Linked DNA regions of Arachis hypogaea: region 2 is linked to region 1. A link is a contact called in public Hi-C data. All regions are on one chromosome and are shown on one strand. Each heading gives the region's core, a stretch centred on a gene start, on an enhancer-like site or on the middle of the called end of the contact. The rest is flanking DNA. Distances are from core to core; before and after follow the strand shown.

Evidence for each region. Hi-C and Micro-C count contacts between places; a contact is called where the count stands out from the background.
Region 2: a contact with region 1 is called in a Hi-C map of an unstated tissue, with 4 times the contacts expected there. The contact joins the promoter of LOC112758777 here to the promoter of LOC112758773 in region 1. A contact is called at or near these places in 3 of 8 Hi-C or Micro-C datasets (leaf and an unstated tissue).

What each region holds. Positions count from the first base shown.
Region 1 is chr16:28,331,561-28,337,194 of arahy.Tifrunner.gnm2.J5K5, reverse strand. It overlaps LOC112758773 (probable inactive histone-lysine N-methyltransferase SUVR2), which reads left to right and starts at 1,580. Exons shown (of 12, transcript XM_025807517.3): 1 at 1,580-2,089; 2 at 2,405-2,463; 3 at 3,331-3,547; 4 at 3,657-3,698; 5 at 3,799-4,288. The coding sequence starts at 3,365.
Region 2 is chr16:28,481,216-28,486,801 of arahy.Tifrunner.gnm2.J5K5, reverse strand. LOC112758777 (pre-mRNA-processing factor 39-1) reads right to left here and starts at 2,844. Exons shown (of 14, transcript XM_025807525.3): 1 at 2,668-2,844; 2 at 1,780-2,272; 3 at 1,580-1,686; 4 at 477-706. The coding sequence starts at 2,200.

The DNA.
Region 1 (5,634 bases), core at 331-2,830:
TATTATTGAGCAAAACAAATGTCACAATAATTATATTATTAATTTGAAAAAAATCAATTCAATCCATTCAAATTTTTATTTAAAATAGACAATTAAAAATCACTAATGAATAAAAGTGAATGGAATATAATAAAGAATAATTTTGATAGTATAAATAATTAAATTAAATTATTATATACAATTTTCACTTTTTACCTTATTATAATTTAAGTTAACATTAATGATAAAAAACTAATGAATAAATTACTATTTGTACCCATAAAAAATAAAGACGCTGACAAATAATGTACCATATAAGAATAAAACGACAATTATAACTACGGAAGATAGTCTCCGTGTGCCAAGAGTACCAAGACGTTGGTTACATAATTAGTCCGTTATGGTACTTTTGGCACACGAAAGCCATCTTCCGTGGTTACAATTGTCGTTTTATTCTTATATAAATACATTTGTCAGCGTCTGTATTTTTCATGGGTACAAATGGTAATTTATTCAAAACTAATTTTAAATAGCCCCAATTTGTATTTTACAACATAATTAAAGCACAATTTATACTTTTTTATTTTGTGATTAATCAATATTTTTTAAATTTTTTGGTTAAGTCTTCTGTATTTTATGATTGATAATTTCTTTCTACAAAATACCAATTTGTGATGAATTGTTACAATCATAATTAATTAAAAAAATAAAAAAATTATTAAAAAAATCAAATAAAAGATAAAAAATAGAGTAAAAATTTATTTTGAATAAAAAATTTTGTCAATTGTGCTAAAAAATCTAAAAATTTGTATCTTATTATATAATTAATTTTGTTACTCACTTCAACTTTATTATCCCTTTGTATCCAAAAAAGTATATAATGTTACGCTTATTTCAAAAAGGATAAAACTCTTCAAATACACAGTATAATATATAATTTAAGATTAATAAGATAAAAAATATCTAGAATTTTATAATTGTATTTGAAATTTCCAATGACGATAATACAAAGAGTTTAAATCTACCAAATAAATTCAATAGTTGCCCTTTGCACATCTTATTTAAATTTTAATTTTAAAATTTAATTTGTATCTTTTTTTTCTAATGTAAATTATTTTTGACAAAAAAATAGTAAAAAAATCTATTAGACCAAAAAAATATTCTATCGAAGAATTATTATAAGGAGATTTATAATTAAATAAGAAAATAATAAAAGCATTAATAATAATGAAGAAAAAAATTGAAGTTCATATTAAAGAATGTTAGAAAAAAAAATAATAAAGTTCGTATTGATAATAATAATACTGAGAAATGATATTATTGCTTTAGACTTTTAGCCTTCATTTTTGGCCATCATTTTTTTTTAATTATTTTTATTTAAATTATTAAGTCATAAAAAAATAAAAAACAATTCAAGAAAACGAAAATAATAAGATCAATAATAATTATATAAATCAAAATACATAAAAAAAAAGCTATTTATATAATAAAATTAACATGAGTATATTTAAACAGGATTTTCCTTTTCACTTATTTTTAGTCTCATTAGATGAGGAGAACAAATGCCATATAAGCTGCTCACACACCCACTCACCCACACTTTGAGGTTTTCTTGAACCTCATCCCAGTCTCAGCTGGAGTTTGAACTTAGTGCAGCTTGATTAAGAGAGGCAATTTGATTGCCACGTGATCTAAGCCTCCGCTGCAGCCCTTTCACTTTAACTTCACCTCTTTTTGTTTTGAATTTCTTCTCACTCTAAATTTCCAAACAAAATGCTCTCCTATTTGGGTCTTTTAAGTTTTAATAGCTCATCAAAACTGAGGCCCTTTGGGCTTGAAAAAAAAACGGAAAAATCACAAAATAATATATCTTCGAAAATGGGGACCGGCGAGTATGGTGGACGCGCTTCCATGGTAGCTTAGAAGAGAGTCAGAAACTACTTCCCCTTAGTCTACAGCTGAGTCCACACTCCACAGTCTCGACCCTCGAGCGAACGAGTGCGTGCGTCACGGCCTTGTTTCACTCGGTGAAAAACCTAACTCCCCAAAACACATCGGAAACAATCTCATGCAATCAATGTGACTCAATTACTGACACAGTTAGGCCCAGGTAAAATCATGCATCATCTTACTATCGTCGTCATCATCATAAAAAAATTACGATAATAAAATGGTTATCATATTGTAATTATAATAATAATTTCGCCCTACATTCCTCTAATTAAATTTTCCTCTCCCTCCTTCAACCATACTCAAAAATATCCCTTCTCTCTGCTCCTGTCAGGTTTCGACGCTTTCATTTTCCCTCCTTTTACTACTAAATCAAATGCGTCAGCCTTTTACATTTCGTTTCTTAATCTCCATTGCGGAAGCTTTGACTTTCACGTTTCTCATTTTTTTCCTCTTTCGTTGATTTTTTTTGCAGGTTTTCGGTCGCTTTTAGGTTTTGATTTTTGGACTCTGTATTCGATCAGCACTCTCCAGGTAAGATATTAGTGCTGAAGATTTGTGCAAATTTACCGTTGCATGTTCTTGTCACTGTGATTTGTTTTGCATCTTGTTGATTGGGTTAGGCTGTGAGCTTGTTCTCTGTTTCTATATGTGTGCTTTTTTTGTTTGTTCGTTTCAGCTGTTAATTTTTACTTAGTGCATTCTTTCATTCAATTCGATAGCTGAAACAAAAAATTTTCATGTTTTTCTGCCATTATTGATATGTGGCACCAGCTTGTTGTGCTTGATAGCAGCACAAGCCAATTACTTGATAAGCTGATCAAGGCTTTTTGTTCAACAATCAGCATTTTTTAGTTATGTTGACCTAACACCCCCATCGCCCGCCCGCCCGCCCGCTGCCGCCACCAAATGCAAAGCAGTATTGTATCGGTAAAATAACACAGTACAATGTTTTTCTTTTAAATGGATTTATTTCTTGATTGTTATATGGAAATGAACTAACATTTTGGAGTTAAGTTAGGTTCTCAATCTTAAAACAAGGCAGTGTTTGGTCTGTTTTCTGCTTGGATTTCATGTTGAGCTTGATACGTTTTCATTGATATTATATTATTGTTATTATATTTATTTGTGTCTGATTTTTCATTTTCTTTTCTTAAGTTATGCTAAAATTTTTTGAAAAAGGGAACTGAATTTAATTATATCTAGTTTTTTAAATTAGTGGTGACAACATATAAACTGAAAATGGAAGAAAAAAGGCCCTATTTTTCTGTAATCAACCATTCCTTTTATTTTCTACGGTATTATAAAATCAGTATCAAGGAGCAGTTTAATGACTATAAATCATATTGTACTTTTCCCATCTCTGGCATCTTTGAAATTTAATTACATTTTGCATTTCAGAGCTTGTACCGAAGTTTCCGTTGGCTGGTTGGAAATGGCGCCAAATCCAAAGGTGGTAGCAGCCTATCGGGCAATGGCAAATCTTGGGATTCATGAATCAAAAGTGAAGCCAGTACTAAAGAAGCTCCTTAAGTTGTATGATAAAAACTGGGAGCTTATTGAAGAAGAGAACTATAGAGCTCTGGCAGATGCAATATTTGAGGAGGAGGAAAATCCGGTCTATTTCCTACTGTATTGAATACTGGGTTATTTATTTATTTATTCATTTTTATTAATACTCTGGTCTATTCTACATAGGATCATCCATTTGTTTGTATATGTAACAGGTGCTGGAGCAAGAGCAGGAAAAGAAAAACAAGAGAGTTGATGTAAATGAAAGTGATTTTTATGTCGCTAAGTTATCTGCATTTCTTTGTTGATCTTATTCGCATGCCTGATTAGATGTCATCCTTACTTGTAAATAATCAGGAAGCAGAGTTAGATGATGAAGTGCAAGATCAGCCACTGCGACCTAAAAAGAGGTTGCGCTTGAGAGGTCCAGAGTTTCAGTCTTCAAATAATCAGATTAGCAGTGGTCCCAGTTCAGCTGCTTTTCCATTGAAAACTCCTAAATTAGAAGATGACACGGTACCTGGAAATGGTTCTATACTGCATGCTCAAAGTGCTGCAGCATTATCTGATGGAAATGGAATGATTGAAGCTCATCAAGTTCATTCACAAGAAGGCATTATTGACAAGGGAAAGAAACCTGTATCACCTCAAGTTACTCCCAGAGGAAGAAGATCTACATCGGATGGAGTGCCACCAGCAGTACTACCTAAAGAACCAGCAGTTGAACCGCTGAGCACTTTGTCTCCAAGAAGCAAAATGGCCCATCCTCTTGTATGGATCAAGCCCAAGGATGAGCCAATTGATGACGCACGAGATAATGAGGCTCCCATTTCAATGATTCTTCCTGGTATTTATCTGATTGTACCTTCATGAGGGATTATTTATTTATTTATTTTTCCTCCAGTCATTTAATATCTTGGCAGTGTCTTTTCCTTCATGATCAACTTTTGTTGAATCTGATGATAAATAATGGGGTTTCAAAGTATATGGGAAAATTTTCATAGGAAGATACAAGATTTTTTACCTAAGTTTAAGGGTTAAGTAAGAGTGTAAGACAAAGGACTTGTTTGGGTGAGCTTTTAATAAAAGATCTTTTTTCGAGTTATCTTTTTTCGAAAGATCTTTTAAAAAGTAAAAGTAATTTTATGTTTGGATATTTCATGTAAAAAGATCTTTTTATCTATCAATTATGTTTAGGTACAACACTAAAAGTACTTTTTTGTTTATTTATTACGTGAAAACATCTTTTTCTTTTTGAAGTAAAAAAGATCTTTTTAAAAAAGATATAAATTGTAGCTTTTAAAATGACATTTTTTATTTTTTAGTGCTTTTGCTTTTATTATTAAAAATTTGCCAAACACGCTGAAAAATGAAACAAAGATATTTTTTCAACAACTTAATGACACTCAAACAAGCTCAAAATATGTGTGATATAGTTTTTGTAGAACACTGTGAATTTTCTCTTAGATACTGAAAGATGGCACCATACAGCAAGTCGCATGGTTTAAGTATTTTAGGCCTGTTTTGCAGAATGCTGGGGGAGTGCTTTGAGAGTTATTTGTGATAAAACAAGTTTCTAAGGGAAAACTTTACTAGATGGCTATATTTTGACTGGGCTGTATATTGGTTGTGGAAAACTAACAAAGAGAAGGAGCTTAATATTGCATAGATTGGATTGATGGACACACTAAGCAAGATAGGGCTAGGAATGGATGTAATAGGAGTGCTTGGATGGCACCTATAATATAAAAGATGGCAGAGTCCGCCTTTGGTATTGGTTAAGTGGAGGATAGCATAATAGCTAGATATGATATCCGTTGAAAATGTCTGCAATATGATATTATGGCTTCATCTGATCCTTATAAGTTGTAACTGATCCTATCTAGCAGAGAAAATGTCCAGTTATTATTGTATGTCCTCAAAAGATGTAATTTGCAACATTCTGCTTAGCTGCCGACTATTTGAGTTGAATTGGCCATGATTAAAAATTCTTTATCCTCAAATGTCCTCTCATAACTGAGTCTTATCAGTTAGCATATGATTCAATTGGCATATGCAGTGTGCAAGTCCTGAATTGTAGGTGTTGCATACTGTATGACTTTTGTGTTTCTAGAAAGTCTCTAATCCAATGCTCAGATTTGGCATTTGCTTGTATACAAGAGAGGAGCCCTGGTTACTGGTTCCAGAAGTGGT
Region 2 (5,586 bases), core at 1,595-4,094, 150 kb before region 1:
TCCAAACGCTGCATTTACCTTCCTGCAAAAAATCATACTATGTCCGAGAAATGGAGCAGTCTTAGAGGCCATCTTAGCCATTAACCAGATGAGATCTTCCCAGCAGCAATTTGCAAATTGATCACCTCAGAGTGTCAAAGTTAAAGACAGATACCATTCCAAAAAGGGGGGAGAAAACAAACTACATAACTCTGGACTTCAAAATCAAATGCAAAAGTATATTATGGCCCTAAAAGTTTCAAACAACTCCATATAGTGGATTCAAAACCAAATTTCCACATCAGAAAGGAAAACATTCTGACATGCAATCCTATCAAAGCTTTTCCGCCAGAAAAGGAAGATATCACTGTTGCACCCATTCTGAAATTCGGTTAGAAAGCAGGCGAGAAACACCACAGCCCAGTGAATAAGAAATCTGATGAAAACCTCCCAATGCCAAAAAGGGGAAAAAATAATAAAAAATAAGCAACCATTACCTACGCACAGTGTCTGGATCCCCATACGTGCCTATAGCAAATATGCAATAATGCAACCACATATCCACTGAATAGGTAACACCTTGAACAGCACGTTCATAAACTTCAACAACTTTATCGACAGAGCCAAGCCGTGCCTCATGATCAGCATATTTCTTCCAATAACCATAACATAAGGGAAACTCAGCTAGAAAAGCATCATAAACTCTTCGAATCTTCAGAATGTTATCCTGCAATGATGAATTTATTGAATGGGTTTTGTCATTTGTGAGTACTAGAACTTAGAGCAGAAATAAAAACAATAACAATGTTGCCATCAAAAAAAGATCCAGAGATTAGAAAGACAATAGAAGACAAAAACGAACTTTCATATGGCAGATATATCACAATTTCTAAGAAGCATTCCAATGAGTAACAAAATGCAGAACAGTGCTCACTTCATTCTCCTTTTGGAAAACCAAATCAAATATATTGCCCACAAAAAATCATGTGAAAATTACAACCAGAAAAAGCATTTTTTAGAGACAAAGAATTACAACAAACTATTTTGAATTAAATTTTCTTTAGGGGAAAACACAGATATGTATTTTTAAATTTACAATGTAGATGGTTCAATTCAATGCCTTTGAACACACATACATACAATTGTAATTGCAAGAATATCATGCATTAAAATATCATTTCATTGCCTCATCTTTTTCTCAGGAAGTATTAGAAGTCTAAAAATATCTCAAACTTCTTCAATGCGAAAACACCACATGCAATTGGCTGGAATTGTAAAAATACATTCCCCACAACGAAAAAAGAAAGAAAGAAATGACTGAATAACCAGAGAATAGACACAAACCAGCGACAACATGCATCCATACAACTCTACTCCAATTAAAAAGGGAAAAAAAAGAATCAAAGAGCTCATATATTCTATATGCAAGACATACTCAAACTAGACATTACATTATAAAGCTCGAAGCAGACACTGCCACTGAAAACAGCAGAGCAAAACACTTTCCTCCCAGTCATCGAAATAAAAACGTTAATACTAGAATAATAACACATCCAAGTTCCAACAACTAATTCAAGTCTTATGTATTATGGAAACAAACCTCGGCCACCTTCTCTGTCTCTTCGATCAAGGAAGTCCAAGCCGTAAAATCTGAAGAATTAGCTCTTACAATATTCCACAGTCGATCTTCTTCAGCAGACATGGCAGCTGCAAGCAGCAAAATAAAAGATGATAATAAAACAAATGAATCGGACACAAAAATTGGGTTGCATTGCATATAGGTAACAGAAAATATCATACCATAACCATCCACAAGCTGTTTCTCATCAGCCGATCCATCAGTGTTCCCTAATGCATTCCCATTTTCAAGTCCTGTTGCATTTGCTATTGCACCCACTGGACCACCATTTACTTGACTTGAGCCTGTAGCTGCACTTCCAAGCCCACTTGGAGCTTCAGTACCTTGCTTGGAATCCTCCATTGAATTGGTTTGGGCTTCTGGTTGCATAGCATTAGGATCCCCAGCATAAGCATTCCCGTCGCCAGTATTCGAATAACCTAAGGCATAAGCTGAATTGGCTTGAGTAACAGCCTCTGCAGCAGGCTCAGCAACAGTAGAAGCTGCTTCCTGAGTAGGGTTTGAGGCAGAGTCACCAAACCCAGCAGCAGCATGTGTCTCAGCTGCAGGTGCTTCGGCAACTACTGTTTCACTATCTCCCATAGTTGAATAAGCAAGCCTTCACCTTCAAAAGCTTAATGAATCAAACAAGCAAATAGTAACGCGGTAATAATCCTACAGAAAAAGTTAACTAGCAGGTTAGAAATGGAAGGACAAAACTAAAGAAATTCATTGTTGTTCTCACTATGCAGTGTTGCTCTAAATGCAAACATAGTTTCCCTAAATTATATATACAAGCATACAAACAAAAAGAGATAATTCATCGCATTCTACAAAGGCTTGGAGCTGAATTAAATAGAATTCCTAAAATCTAGGAGTGCAACAAAGAGCGCATCACAAAATCACAGACTCACAGTAACAAGAATTCTAGGTACAGCATTTGGATTCAGAGCAAACATAATCATCAATTAGTACAAAATTTGAATTCTAATAAATAGCTACGACAAAACCTGGCTTAGGTTTTTCAGATTCTAAACCCTAATCGACACTGCAGATAGCACTGCAAGTACCTGAAGAGAGAGAGTGAGTGAGAGAGAGAGAGAGAGTGAGAAATTCGCAGAGAGTAAAGCCTTCTCTTTCTTCTTCAGCAACACAATCTGAAATTGGAAATTTGGAAAATATGAAGTAGGGCAAGGAAAGAGGTAGTGGATTTATATACCGGAGCATTGAGTTGTGGTTGCAGGTCCGTGGCGTTTGATGCACCCTCTGTGTCGTTAACCGTTGGTGTTGGATAATAATGCGATCTGAGCCGTTAGTTTAACCATTTGATTTGTTCTACCGTCTAGATTAAGCAATGGGCTTTTCTGTCTTACTGGCGTCGTGGCTAAAGTGTGAATTGTTTCGTGGCAACGGGGGTAGACAAGTGAGTAAAGTGACCACATCATACGAAACCAAAGACACTGGTTACTATCAAAGAGTTTTTTATTGGGTTAAGACTCATTGACCTTTTTGTCTAAAAGGCTTAAAGGGCTCTTAAGATGTACATTGGGCTCTTCTAGGTTGGTGTTTGTCCGTCCAAGCAAACTTTTGAGGCCCAAGAAGTCAAGAAAATCTACTTCGGTGAAAAAATTATTTATCTAAAAAGGTTTGATCTTCATTTTTCTCTTCGTACACCCCAGTGAACACTGCTGAACCCCACCTCATTAAAGGAGGAAGGACACTCCAAGACACATGAGCCACGACAACCACCAGAGCAGAAGATAGACATAATGGAAAGAAGTGGAACGAAAGTATGCAAGGTGGGGGAAGACCAAACCTTTATAAGAGACACCTCTCTCGTTTCCAAAGAAGAGGATTGGATGTTAGAAGAGAATCAACAACCAAATATAGTGACTATGCACCAGCCGGTAGTGGAGACCCAAAAAACCAAGTCTTTTAGATAGCGTTTGTTTTGAGGTACTAAGACAGAGACTGAGAGACTGTGACTCAATATTATGTTTGTTAGTTCAGAGATTGGTACTAAATTTTCTGTCTCTGTCTTCAAAATTTCAGTATTTCAGTACCTCCAAAAAGTAGGGACATAGGGGACTAAAATTTTTAAAGATGGAGACTGAAACTTTAATAACATTTTATACCTAAAATACCTTTATTTCAATTAATTAATTTCAATTTTATCCTTTGTGCAAATTAAATTAGAGTTTCATTGTTGTTTCAATTTCTGTCTCCCATTTTGTACCAAACAGAATACTGAGATTTATTTCAATCTCCGTCTCTTAGTCTCTGTCTCTCAATCTCAGTCTTTCTGTCTCTGTCTCTCCACCAAACGCTACCTACGTAGCGTTTGTTTTGAGGTACTGAGACAGAGATTGAGAGACTGTGACTCAATATCATGTTTGTTGGTTCAGAGACTGGTACTAAAATTTTTGTCTCTGTCTCCAAAATTTCAGTATTTCAGTACCTCCAAAAAGTAGAGAGACAGGGGACTAAAATTTTTAGAGATGGAGACTGAAACTTTAATAACATTTTATACCTAAAATACCCCCATTTCAATTAATTAATTCTAATTTTATCCTTTGTGCAAATTAAATTAGAGTTTCATTCTTGTTTCAATTTCTGTCTCCCATTTTGCACCAAACAGAATACTGAGATTTATTTCAATATCTGTCTCTTAGTCTCTGTCTCTCAGTCTCAGTCTTTACGTCTCTGTCTCTCCACCAAACGCTACCTAGAGATGCGGTAAGAGGAAGGACAAACCCCATGGACATGGAGGATGACAGCTTCTCATCATCTGAGGGAGAAGAGTCTGAAGAATTTGACACTGATATGGAGATAGGAGACAAGGAGGAAAAAAATAGAGGTACTACCGAGCCAACAAAAATGAGCAGTCAAACCCCAAAAATTAGAGTGGAGAGAATGGATGGGATTTTCAATTTCGTCCTAAACGAGGCAGCTGTGAAGACTCTTAGATACCCCTAGTGGGATACCCTAATAGTGAAACTCCTCGGAAGGAAGATTTTCTGTCCAGCAATCACTAGGAGACTAAAAACTATGTGGGGAAGGAAGAGCATTATTGAAGTGATTGATCTAGGAAGTGATTTCTTTGTAGTAAAATTTTACTCTCAATAATACTTAAATTTCGCCCTCATCGAAGGACCATGGAAGATCCTAGACTATTACCTCACAATTTGACCATGGAATCCGAATTTCAACCCGGAGGAAGCAATTATCAACTCTATTGCGGCATGAGTGAGACTTCCAGGACTAGCAATAGAATACCATGAAGATGAAATGCTGAAGAGGATAGGAAACATTATAGGAAGAACAATCAAGATGGACGCGAATACAGCTAACAAATATCGAGAAAATTTTGCTAGGTTGTAAATTGAAATTGATCTTAATGAGCCTTTGGTCTCATAATACGCCATTAACGGAGTTAAATACCTAGTGGAGTATGAAGGGATTTATAACATTTGTTTCTCTTGTAGTATGGTAGGACATAAGAAAACAAATTGCAACAAAAATACCGAAAAATAAGCAACTGGAAAGAGTAGAAGAGGAGGCCAACCAGAAGAAACATGGCGGGACAAAGAAAAATGAATAGTTAGAAGGCAAAAAATACGAGGGCAGCATGGGAATTGCAGGAAAATACAAGGGCAAAAACGTCCTTTAGGAGAATGATGACCAATATGGTCCTTGGATGGTAGTACAGAGAGCAACTTGTGGAAAAAGAACTGGAAAGGTTGGTGAAAAAAAACTGGAAAGGTTGGTGGGGGGACTAGTGGATAAGGAAGCAAAAAAGAAATATAAAATGGGACAAATATGACAGGCACGAGGTATGCCTCACTATAGGTAGTGGAGGACGAGGTAATAGAAAAAGAAACAAATGATGTCTCTAATCAGGGCGTGGATAATGAAAGTCAGAAAGAGACATTAACCAAAGGGAACCCTATTGGAACAAGCCCAACAACAAAATCCAGTAAGAAGAATTA